Linked DNA regions of Mus musculus: all the other regions are linked to region 4. The links are chromatin contacts, called in public promoter capture Hi-C maps. All regions are on one chromosome and are shown on one strand. Each heading gives the region's core, a stretch centred on a gene start, on an enhancer-like site or on the middle of the called end of the contact. The rest is flanking DNA. Distances are from core to core; before and after follow the strand shown.

The links. Promoter capture Hi-C pulls out the DNA fragments that hold promoters and counts their contacts.
Region 1: a contact with region 4 is called in a promoter capture Hi-C map of liver, with 7 times the contacts expected there. The contact joins the promoter of Strap here to the enhancer-like site in region 4. A contact is called at or near these places in 4 of 39 promoter capture datasets (cranial neural crest, hippocampal neurons and liver) and 2 of 115 datasets of contacts at active chromatin or transcription factors (embryonic forebrain and pancreatic cancer cells).
Region 2: a contact with region 4 is called in a promoter capture Hi-C map of liver, with 3 times the contacts expected there. The contact joins the promoter of Lmo3 here to the enhancer-like site in region 4. A contact is called at or near these places in 5 of 39 promoter capture datasets (cranial neural crest, hippocampal neurons, liver and 2 more), 4 of 115 datasets of contacts at active chromatin or transcription factors (astrocytes, embryonic forebrain, embryonic midbrain and 1 more) and 1 of 9 other capture datasets (liver).
Region 3: a promoter capture Hi-C map of liver shows a contact between it and region 4, with 7 times the contacts expected there. The contact joins the promoter of Mgst1 here to the enhancer-like site in region 4. A contact is called at or near these places in 5 of 39 promoter capture datasets (cranial neural crest, embryonic stem cells, hippocampal neurons and 1 more) and 2 of 115 datasets of contacts at active chromatin or transcription factors (hepatocytes and kidney).

What each region holds. Positions count from the first base shown.
Region 1 is chr6:137,733,683-137,736,444 of GRCm38.p6, reverse strand. Strap (serine/threonine kinase receptor associated protein) reads right to left here and starts at 1,363. Exons shown (of 10, transcript NM_011499.3): 1 at 979-1,363; 2 at 1-115. The coding sequence starts at 1,090.
Region 2 is chr6:138,421,593-138,424,292 of GRCm38.p6, reverse strand. It overlaps Lmo3 (LIM domain only 3), which reads left to right and starts at 1,263. Exons shown (of 4, transcript NM_001356306.1): 1 at 1,263-1,852. A830011K09Rik (RIKEN cDNA A830011K09 gene) reads right to left here and starts at 1,188. Exons shown (of 4, transcript NR_126073.1): 1 at 928-1,188.
Region 3 is chr6:138,139,074-138,141,835 of GRCm38.p6, reverse strand. It overlaps Mgst1 (microsomal glutathione S-transferase 1), which reads right to left and starts at 1,309. Exons shown (of 4, transcript NM_019946.5): 1 at 1,230-1,309.
Region 4 is chr6:139,585,967-139,588,990 of GRCm38.p6, reverse strand. No RefSeq gene overlaps it. Among named protein-coding and RNA genes, the nearest start is that of Pik3c2g, 27 kb to the left of the region's middle. Within about 2 kb of position 1,345, at least 33 of the 459 cell types and tissues checked have an H3K27ac peak or open chromatin away from gene starts, as enhancers often do. A contact at or near this core is called in hepatocytes, liver and pancreatic cancer cells, where this site is marked.

The DNA of each region.
Region 1 (2,762 bases), core at 114-2,613, 1.9 Mb after region 4:
GTCGCAGCTTTGGTGGCATCCTTATTCAATGTTGCACCCCAAACAGCACCTTTATGACCCAAAAATGTTCCAATCCAGTCTCCTGTATCTCCCTGGCGGAGCATGGGCTTGCCATCTAGAAAATATTTTCAGACATCTGTGATTTAGAAGCATGCAACGTAATACCAAATCCTGAGCAGCAAACTACTGGAAAACCGTTGTTCTGACTGCTCCCCCCTACTCCCATTAAGCCGTGGGGGCGTGGGGGAGGGTGTCCCCATCCTGGTCTGTGCATATGGTCTCAGTGACCTAGGGACTAAGGAGTTGTAGCCACTCTTCCTGGGAAGCATAAGCAATTTTGGGACCGAATGAGAGGCCTCCCTCATCACCTTTGCAAACTCGGATTACAAAGCAACTATAAAGACCTGGGAAACGCTCTTCCACAAGACCTGATTCCGATTCCCAGCGCCCACACGGAGGCTGACAACAGCCTCTAACTCCGGCTCTGGACAATCTGATGCCTTCCTCTTGGGGCACCCCTTCACACAGGTACAAGCATGCATAGAGACAACACAGGCACACATAAATAAAAACTTCTGAAAAACCGTGGGCTGGATGCCAGTGACATGCGGTGTCAAAACGATCTAGATAGCCGCTTTTTACTTTGGACCACATAAACCTAACGTACACTTTCGTCGGGGAAAAAAAAAAATGAGGCTCACACCACAAAGGATGAAACAATGAGTGAGAGGACATAAAGGGCACTCCTCTCGGCCTGGCCTAATTTCTTCTTCCCGTAAATCCTTGGCAAACACAATGTAGTTGTGTGGGTAGAAAGGCGAGGTGTTGGGGAGCACTAACAACGGTGGGGAGGAGGGACGCATAAAGCCCGGCCAGGGGCGACCCTCTAGTCCCAGCAGCGCGATGGCTGTCGCTGGCAGCCACGACCCACCCACCCGTCGGCACTCGGGAGCCGCGGCCGTCGCGGGCTCAGCTCACCTTTGCAAGCGCTGATCAGAAAGTAGCCGTAAGGCGTGATGCCGCTGAAGGCCAAATCCACCACGGGCCGCGTGTGGCCCGAGCAAGTGAGCGGCGTCTGCCTCATGGCCATGGCGGCGGCGAGCGCGGTGACGCGGAGCGGGGACCGAGGGTCGCGGTCGTCCTCCTTCTCTGCCGCGGCGCCTCAGGCTGCTTGAGGCCCCCGCACTCACGCCGAAGGAGGCCGGCTCCAGAGTCCCCGCGACTCGCGGCCGCCAAGGGAGGGACAGGGAGGGAGGGAGGAGGGGAGGGGAGCGCCGGAGAGCCGGCCTGCCGCCACTCACGGTCCCTACCGGTAGCGGCAGGACGTGACGTCGCCCGACGCGTCGCGTCAGCCGGAAGTGACGACTGGCGGGAAGGCGGTAGTTCCCAGCAGCAGCGCGAGAAGCAGTGTGCGCAGGCGCGAGCTCGGAGACCGAACCCATGCTGCTCTGACGACGTCAAGCGCGCGGCGTCCCGTTGCTACCCAGTGTTGGGAGCCGCCGAGTCCGTCCCTTGTAGGATGCTGTTGTAGAGTTGTAACCTTCTCATTGCTAAGCTACAGACACACTTTTCCATAATCATCTCACATCTAACTGCCTACCCAGTAGCAACCATTCTGTCGCTCTCCTTCCCACCCCCCTCCCGGCATACACCGTCACAACTCACAAACAGTAATGACTTCCCTAATAGAGTGGTTATGCTAACAACATTTATATCCTGGTGACAGATAAGTGACTGGCGTTTAGTGGATGGCCAGCAAATGCTTATTTGCAAGTGGGAAATATTCACTTAGTGCTCAGCAAGGATCCGTGACAACCTAACTGATAAGGGCTCTTTCAGTGGCTCTAGCAACTATCACTGCGGCTGGGGAGGGAGAGACCCCAGTCTACTGGGCTAAAGTTCTTGCCATGTAAGCATGAAGTGTGATACCCAGTACCGACAAAAAAAAAAAAAAAGCTATACATGGTGTGATACATGCTTGGAATGCAGCACTGAAAAGATACCAATCCCTGCCAGCCAGCATAGCAATCAGTGAGTTCCAAGTATGAGTGAAAAACATCTCAAAAACAAAAGAGTGTAGATGCATCTGGACCAGTGAGCCATTCTTCACTGAGAGGCTCCTGAGAGGAGGGACCGAACGGATCAGAAATAAAGAAGACAGGAAAGTTGGGGTCAGGAGGTTTTCCCTAAAACTATGTCTTATGCTAAGCTAATTTATTAAGATGTACAGCATCTTATATACTGTTTGTATGGGGAAAATGGAACAGAAAAACCTATCATACAGTGGGACGAAGTCATCAGAAAGCTAACCAAGCAGTGTTGCACAAAAGGAACACAGAATACTTCATGTGTGCCACAGACCAAGCACACACTGGCCTGGGACTGACTACTCCAGTCTCTTTAGGAGGAAAAGTCACGTTCTCACAGACTGAAATCTTAACTCTGGGGGGCCTGGTTCCAGACTTTGCTATGTCTGACCCTGGTCAAAGGCATAGAGTTGGTATCCCCTTTCCCCTTTCTGAAAGCCTCTTGTATCAGCCTGGAACCTAACAGTGAATGGCTCCTGGGGCTCCTAAGACTGACTTCTGCCTACCACACATGCACACACTACTTTTAAAGTGCATATCAAGCATATGTTGGCATTATAATAGACACTGTAGAAGTGACACAAATCCTCTCTACATGAAGAGATCTATGGGTGGCAAAAATGCTCTGTAGATCACTGTGAAAGAAATTCCACAAATAGGCTATCTGAAAATAAA
Region 2 (2,700 bases), core at 14-2,513, 1.2 Mb after region 4:
TGATAGATCGGATAGATAGATAGATAGATAGATAGATAGATAGATAGATATTAAAATTGATGTTACAGAAGTAGCAAAGTTTTTCTGTATTGTTTGAAGGGTGTTTTGTGGGTAGTGTTTTTTTGGGGTGGGTGGGTAGTTCAACAATTGATCCTGTCTTGGCACTGAGAGCATCACATCCAGTGTCATTCAAACTGGCACTATTTTTAAGCTTAACCTTTTGACAAGGCTTTGTGAGAGATGCTGAGAGGACCTTGATAGAGACACCAAAGTGGGCGATAGCTGAAGTTTAAAAACTTAGAAAAAGGAGATGGTTTAAAGCTACCAGTGACCTATAGAGCATCGGAGTGCAGGGAAGAGGTTAAGAGTAATGGGAAAAATTTAGAGGCAAAAATAAAAGGATGTACCCAGGCCTTAAAATAAGTGTATGAAGGCAGGGTGTAGGTGGGCAAGTGGCCAGGGGACCGGCTTAGTCCTGGAAGTCTGGCTCAGCTTCCTGGGGACTAACACTGAAGCAGGTTTCAAAGTCAAGTATTCACCTATCTGTAGTAAGTGTGTTTCAGTGGCCACTTTGGGTTCAGCACCTGGTATGGGGTACAAGTTCACAGTCTGACTCCTGGGGCCATTCGAGAGAGAGGAAAGGGTGTGTGGCACTGCCTGGCCTGAGTTTACATGACAAGGCATTCTGCACAGGGACTTCAGAGAGTTTCTAAACAGAATTCATAGCCCTGGAAACTGCAGACACCCCCAGACATTTACTAAAAGGAGGGCTGTGCAGTTTTCCAGTGTTCCCTGGTAGCACTTTGATTCCTTGGCTTTTATTTTAACTTCCTCCACTGGCACTGTCAGTAACAGATTTAGAGGGCAATTTGCTTTCATAGTCCCCATCCTATTCCAAAATGCCCCCGTTATTTTAGGAAGCCCTACCCTTCTCCTTTGGAGCTCTTTTGCAGTTCTTCTTGTGGGCGAGTCCTGGAGGTAGGGTCCTTCCAGAGTCCAGTCCTGCAGAGGTCACATTCTCTGTGTGATAGGCATGGGTGGGAGGGGATGTCCCCAGCGTTTGTCAGTAGCATATGCAATGGGTTGTGCTGACTGCACTCCCAGGCTTGTCAATTTTCACCCTGGGAAATTAGCAACAAAGCCTGGATCTGTCTCGTGGCTGCTTTTGCACTTTCCGAGGGCGGCTGTACTTGACTGAGCTGCGGAACAGACAGCAGAGACACAGCGAGAGAGAGAGAGAGAGAGAGAGAGAGAGAGAGAGAGAGAGAGAGAGAGAGAGAGAGAGAGAGAGAGCTCAAGCAAGCTAGCGAGCAAGGGAGCCAGCTAGAGGGAGGGAGAGAAGGAAGAGAGAGAAGAGGGAGGGGTGGGGGCGAGAGGTAAATACTCTTAAATCGGAAGGGAGCTGCCTTCACTGTGGATCTGACAGGCGCTGCCTGGGCTCCGAGGCGCTGTAATAACTGGGTGACCTTTTCTTGGGCTGTATTATGTCTGGCTGGGAAGGGATTGCATTTTGCGGCTGAGAGCCAGGGCTTCCTTCAGCTCGGGCTCCTCGCACACTGCTGGGGTAAGTTGTCAGGAGCCAGGACCAAGAGAGACATCCCCCGGACTGCAGTTGCCTAAAAGAAGGACACCTGTGGCTCGCATGCGGTCCACACTGGTACTTGGCGGATCCTGGAGGACCTCATTATTTTAAACTTAAAAAAATATATAGAGAGAGATTCTACCCCCCGGTTTTTTTTTTTCCTTTTTTTTTTTCAAACAATGTTTCTTTTTGACCTTTCCCAAGGAGAAGCGCTACCAAGCAGCCGCTGGGCTCATTGAACACCCTCCCCTGTATCGCTTAATTGAGAAGGTAAGTCAGGGGTTGTGTACTCACGCGTCGGCTTATTTGTGCTGTGTATGTCTGCTGGTGCGCGCGTGCGTGTGCGGATGTTGGGTGGCTTTTTTTTCTTCTTCTTCCCCATCCTCTCCCAAGAAGGCATAAAGTAAAGCTGCACCCGAACCATCCCCACCACCACTGCAACTTTCACCGGGCTGCAGGTCTGCAGAGAGGGTTTTGTGTTTGTTTGGTTCTGTTTAAATCATGGGAGGCATCATTATTTTTGTGATGAGACATGAAATAGATGTGGGGCGGAAGACGTGGATGCCGGAGGAAGAGAGTGGAGCGCGCGGCTGCAGCGCGACGCAACATCTCAAGTAGGAGTCTAGTGCATAATAGACAAAGTTCATTGGGAGCTGCAACATTCGCACACCCTGACTCTGGAAGAGGGGTTGGGACAGTTTGCAAAGGTTGGGGGCGGGGTGTTGCTACCAGGCTAAGGGAAGTGATATCAGTCTTGGGTATTTTCCCAGACCTTTCTACACCTGCTTGATGAAATGTATGCCTGCCACCCCCAAGAAAGAGTTGAAATTACAACCTTGTTTTTGTCTACACCCCTGCTTCTCCCAATGCAACCTTAATATCAAAACACTGCTTCTGTGTGTTGCAAAAGTGACTGTGTCGTGTTCAGTGGACATAGGTTCCTTGTACCCAAGTGTCTGCATCTTAACAGGGAGAGAGAGAGAGAGAGAGAGAGAGAGAGAGAGAGAGAGAGAGAGAGAGAGAGAGAGAGAGATTCAGCACATTTTAACCGGGGCTACTCAGATTGCTGTTATGAAACACAAGTCAGATTTATGATCTTTTTCATACCGAACACGATA
Region 3 (2,762 bases), core at 60-2,559, 1.4 Mb after region 4:
GAAAACAGCTTGGGATGAAAGACTCCGACACAGAAACCATTTTCTTCTACTTTGAAGGAAAGAAGCTTGAGTAGGGTATAAATAAGGCCAGGTGGTACAATGGAGACTGGAGACCCCACCTGCCTGTCTCTGGAGCCCTGTCATCGCCGACCTGTATAGTTCCTGGACTCACAATTCCATTCTAGGAATTGTGGGGTGCTGTTTTCTCATTTCCTGGAAGCTTCTCCTGTAACTCCTGTTGTCATATTTTGCCCCAGTGCTATCTGCAGTTGAGAAATACTCCTCTTTCTCCTCATGGGCCCTCAGCCAAGAAAAAGCAAAGTTCTTTTCTTCTCAAAACTGTTTGCCCTATCTGCATCAGTATTGTGAAACTTGGAAAATCTGGGCACACAGCCACAAGGCCATGACTCTTCAATTTTCAATGGATCGAAAGCAGCAAACACATTTGTTGTGAGGACAGAAAAGAGGGCTGCAACAGAGGAAGAACAGAAATACACACATGATCAGAGTCCCAGGCACCTTCCCTACAGCCTCAGTGGGGCCAGACTACAGTGGCCACAGGGGAGGGCGGCTCTGGGGAGTAGCTGCCCAAGGGCTGCGCCCTCAGGTCTTTGGTCATCAGGCTACAGTCACAACAGAGCACGCTCTGCTGCTCTGCTAAGTCTGTAAGTCATATGATATCAAAAGTACCAGTGTAAAGACTTGTAGAGATTTCTCTTGCCTACCACAGGAGAATCTAGAAAAGCAAACAACTTTTCAACAAGTTGAAAGGCCTGCATGTCCAAGTCACCCGGGACACTGTAGGGTTTTACTCCCTGGGAAAGGACAGAAGTTGCTGAAACCGCAGTGACTTCTCATCTTGTTACAACTTGCATGTATTTTTTTTCCCCTCCCCTCAAGATCAAGAGACCCTTTCAAAGGGAATGCTACTTGGGCTTGAAAATAAGAAATAAGAAAACCATCTCTTAAACATGAAAAGACTCGTGCTCCCAAGTTTCTTCTTGGAGTTTGAGAAAGGAAAACTTAATGCAGGAACAGAAAAGCACAATTCTCATTTAGAGCGGGCCACAAAAATGGGGGCGGGGGGTGGTCATTTAAACAACTAAAGGGAACAAAGGCTTTTCAAACAGGCACAGCCACTCTCTAGCCTTACACCTGCCACCCACCGGCCCCTTGCACCCACCCACTCCTAGCCTGGGAGCAGCACCGTGGCCGTGCGCAGCACCCACCTGAATCCAGGGAGAAGGGCTGCAAGTTGTCCTGCCGAGCCTGTGCACTTCTGGGACTTTTCACCAACAGGACCCGCGCTGGCACCGCCCTTTTTCAGGCTATTTTTCTATTAATCACCCCGCCTCCTGACCGTGCCAAGCCCCGCCTTCGGAGCTTGCCAAATCCCACCCCTGAATCGCCCCGAAACTGCTGTGGCTGGTGAGGGTCTTTCTCTGCTAAGGATCTTGGCAGTTCTGTTCCGGCTCCGGAAGAAGGGAAGCAAGGAAGGGGTTGCTAACTTTTATGTCGCTGGAAACAAAAAGACCTTAGTGTTGAATTTGGAAAACCTAAAAAGAAAATGTTTTAAGGAAATGTAAATCTCGGGGGAGGGGCTCTATTGCTGTGAATACCTTCAGGGTGCAAAGTGAAACCTGCGAAATTATGAGTCTGTTAGGCAACTAACTTGTTTCACAGTGACTTAGGAAAGTGTTGCAAGGGGGCAGGGTCGTTAGGGCAACATCAAAGCTATTGCACATCACAGAGCCCCACAGTAATGGCCAAGCTCCAGCTCTGAGAGCTCTAAGGTTGATAAGTTCCCATCTGCAACATTTCACTCGGGAACTTTACCAGTTTACACCTGTGCCCCACATTGCTCTGAGAATCAATCAGTCTTTCTCTTTTCTTTTCTTTTCTTTCCTTTTCTTTTCTTTTCTTTTCTTTTCTTTTCTTTTCCTTTCTTTTCTTTTCTTCCCTCCCTCCCTCCCTCCCTCCCTTCTGTCCTCCTCCCTCCTGTCCTCCTTCCCTCTCTCTCTCTCTTTCTTTCTTCCTTTCTTTCTATTCCTTCCTTTCTTTTACACGATTATTCTCTTTTTTATTTCTTCATTTTCCTCCTCTTCGTCTTCTTCCTCCTCCTTCTTCAGTATGAACCACTTAATTTTCTGAGTTTTAGCTGGGTGCCTCTTTGGTTTGGTTTTATTTGTCGTTTTAGAGAGGATTTTGTTACTTAGCCCTGTCTGGAACGCGTGGTACACACTAGTCTGTACACAAACTTATGACCATTCCTGCCTCAGCCCCCAAGGGCTAAGATTTTTCTCACCAGGACCCACTCTGATTCTGACTTTCAAGATTCAGTAGACAGTTCTATTTTATATCCCTTCCAAAAACTAAAAGGAATTAAGAAGCAATGTGCTGACCCAAGCTGAAGTCAGTCAGTCCTGAAGATGGTTTCTTTAAAGGCATGATTGGTAGAACATCTGAAAAGAGTGTTTGGTCGACCTTTTCATTTCAGTTGAAAACATTGTTCAGTTCCTCTCTGGGGCCACACCAGAACACTGAGTGCAGTGGAGCAGAGCTTTCTGAATTTCCTTGAGAGCGGTTAGTACTGCAAGGACTTAAAGAGCTCTTCATTTACACCAAGGAAGACAGCACAAATCCTGAAGGCAAGATTACACAGAAAGGTGCACAAAAATTCTTAACTCTTATCTTCGGAAAGCCAGTGGGAAAACAAGGGCACACTTTTACAAAGAGCATCTCAGTCATCTAATGATCTCATT
Region 4 (3,024 bases), core at 96-2,595:
ATCAGAAGGACTCAGAAGTCACGTCAGAACCAAGTCCTCTCTGAACTTACTGGGTTCTGTTTGACATACCTCTCATTTCCCTCCATCATATTAATAATGATCTATCAGACTCTCATATTGTTATCTGGGAAATATTGGGGATAGATTATGTACTATATAAACTTTGCTGATTCTTGTTATTTTGCGTGACAGTATGCAAAATGAGCATGTGAGAATCACTGAGTCTCATGGAAGTCGGCCCCTGAGAAGACACAGACCTGTCTGTCAGAGAGCTCACCCCGCACAGATTCACGTTAGCTGACCTCTTGCCTTCCGGGCCTACAGTGGCGTAGTTTGCTCTTTACCCTGGTCCATCCGTTTAGTCATGGCTCATTGCTAACCTGCCCTAAGGGCAGTCATACCACTGCCTCGCTCTGGAAACGCCCACGTGTCTGTCGTTAGGATTTGCTGTGCTTCGCTTTCAATTCGCTTCGTTCTGACTGGTTTATGTAAGCTGCAACCAAAGCGATATTCTCATGGACTCAATCTTCCAGAGGCCTCAACTTGATAACTTTAACTGTAACATATACATACAAGACATATTTATGCTTGAAATTTATTTTTCCATTAATCTGGAAACAGCTTTTTCACTTCTTACAACTAAATATCTTAGCAAATTTATTCCAAAGAATTTTGAAACTTTGAGAGAATTTTTTTGTTCTTTCTTTCTATTTCTTTCTCTGTCTTTTAATACACACACACACACACACACACACACACACACACACACACACACTCACACTCGAGAGCCTCTCCTGTTTCTTCTTATGAATTTTAACTTCTTTAGTTGCCTGTCAGAATTCTGTACTTTCTCTTGGTATATAGTTTAAACACGGACTTTAATAAGTTGTTCTTTCTATGTGCAAATATCTAGTGGTTTTGAAGCCCAGACCTTTGCAAACTTACAGCAGTCTTGTTTATATCGACACTAAATCATGTTGTCTACTGTAATACCTAGAATGTTCTTAAAACTTGCTTTATGAGTATCTTTAAATATTTTCCACAGTGCGTAGAATTTCGCTTTCCATCCCACAAGTGTAACTCACATTAGTAAAATGAAACTTTGTATCCGTCACGGAGAAAGGTCTCAGATTTGAAATTCTGTTTGGCAGTGAGGGGAAATAGCCAATAGGATTATGCGGTTCACATGGAAGCCATTTTCACAGACTAACAGACACAAAGTGATAATTGACAGCATAGGGATAATGACGCGCTTTTCTTGCTGTTGGCATCTTGAGAGCGCGGCAGTCATGACTGGGCTTCAGTCCTGCGTGCGCAGAGTCAGCGCCTGCAGCTGTCATCAGTAGCTTGAATTCGTTTACAGCATCCTATCCTTTCTTTACACTCGAGTTGCTCTTTGGAACAGGTGAAAGTAAGGCTCTATCGTGACATATAATTTGACCTTTCTGAGTCTTTAAAATTTATTTTTACCATGAACCTCAAAAATGAAATTATGGCAGTAATAATTCTTGCTATCTTCTGCCCTTTCGTGCGGTGTTCCTGAAGACAGTGTTAGAAATTAGCCCATACCCAGAGAAGCGAGAGAGAAAGAAAGGGAATTTTTGTTTAGACATTCCTAATTGCATATAAGAATTCACACTTTTAAATGGATCAGGAATTTCTACAACTGTCTTTAGCAAACATCGCATTGATAATCCCACTACAATGTCTCACAGTAGACCGTACCTTCATGTGTTTCGCTCCGTCTTTTCCTCCTCCGCCATCAGGAATGCCAAGAGGAAGCGGCCGGTAGCTCGGGCTGTGGGTAATAATTTACTAATCACCAAAGGGGGCTGTTCGCTGTTGGCTTATCTTATCAGCTGCTACGCAAATAAAACTGCACGTTCCCCCGGATTTGTTTGAGCACCATAAGTGACTGGTACGACTACTCTCTCACATTTTCCTGTTACGTTTCCGTCATCACCTGTTTTTGCAGCAGCTTAGCAGGGCAGGCAATGAGTGGTAGCAATAACCTGGGTGTTTAAACCTTGCTGTTTCACCAACTTCCTAGAAGAGGTATGGAAAGTTCCAACAGAACAGCGGCTTGCCAGGCCTCTTAGATGCTATTAGCCTGTGAGACGCTTACAGAGACGGTGCTGGCAGCGCGGGTCTAGTCTCTGACTTCTCTTTACTTCTACTGACTTAATTCCTCTCTTCAGGTTTAGAGTTCTATTCAGCTCTGCTGGAAACTTTCTGGTAACAATTTTTAAAAATAATCTTGAAGTTTAACATCATTGAAGAGAGTGTCCATGGCTTGAGATATAGCATATGTGAAATTAAATTATATTAAATTAAAATAGAAAAACATGTAAAACATGTATTTGTCAATTCAACTTAAAAACCAGTATCCAATACCACATAGTGAAATAACTAGACATTTTGTAAAAATGTGCTATGTGTCATAAACAAACAAAGGAACATATTGGCATTCATTTTAAAGCTTTATGAAAATTATGAATAATTGAATTCCAATGACTGGTTTTGATTTTTTATCAGAATGTAATATACTTTCATACTCAGCCTCTCTGTGTTATCTGTTTAGAAAGGGACGACTGTTTTACTATCGATTTTGGTCCTGTGGATATTGCTACTTAATATTATATAAAAAGTTCTCGAATAGCAATTTCTTAAATATTAGTTACAACATAGAAGCAGTAATCCAACTAATAAATAGCTCATGTAGGATTACATTAAACATCACTAATTATTTTCCAACATTATTTCCTTCTATGACTTGGAAATATGGAACTTTGTTTACTCGGAAGAGTCAGATTTACTGGGCCACATCGTGTTACAAATATTACTATACTTCATTTCACAAGCCAAACTAGCCATATTTGTGAAGTTCATCAGTGACCTGAATCTTGAAGCTCTCAGGTCATATGAAGTTCAGAGTGACAGACACAGTGTTTACAAAATTTAACCTTTCACTCCAAAGGTGGATTTTGGCTGGAGGCGGGAGTTTTCTCAGTTCCTTTTCCTGAA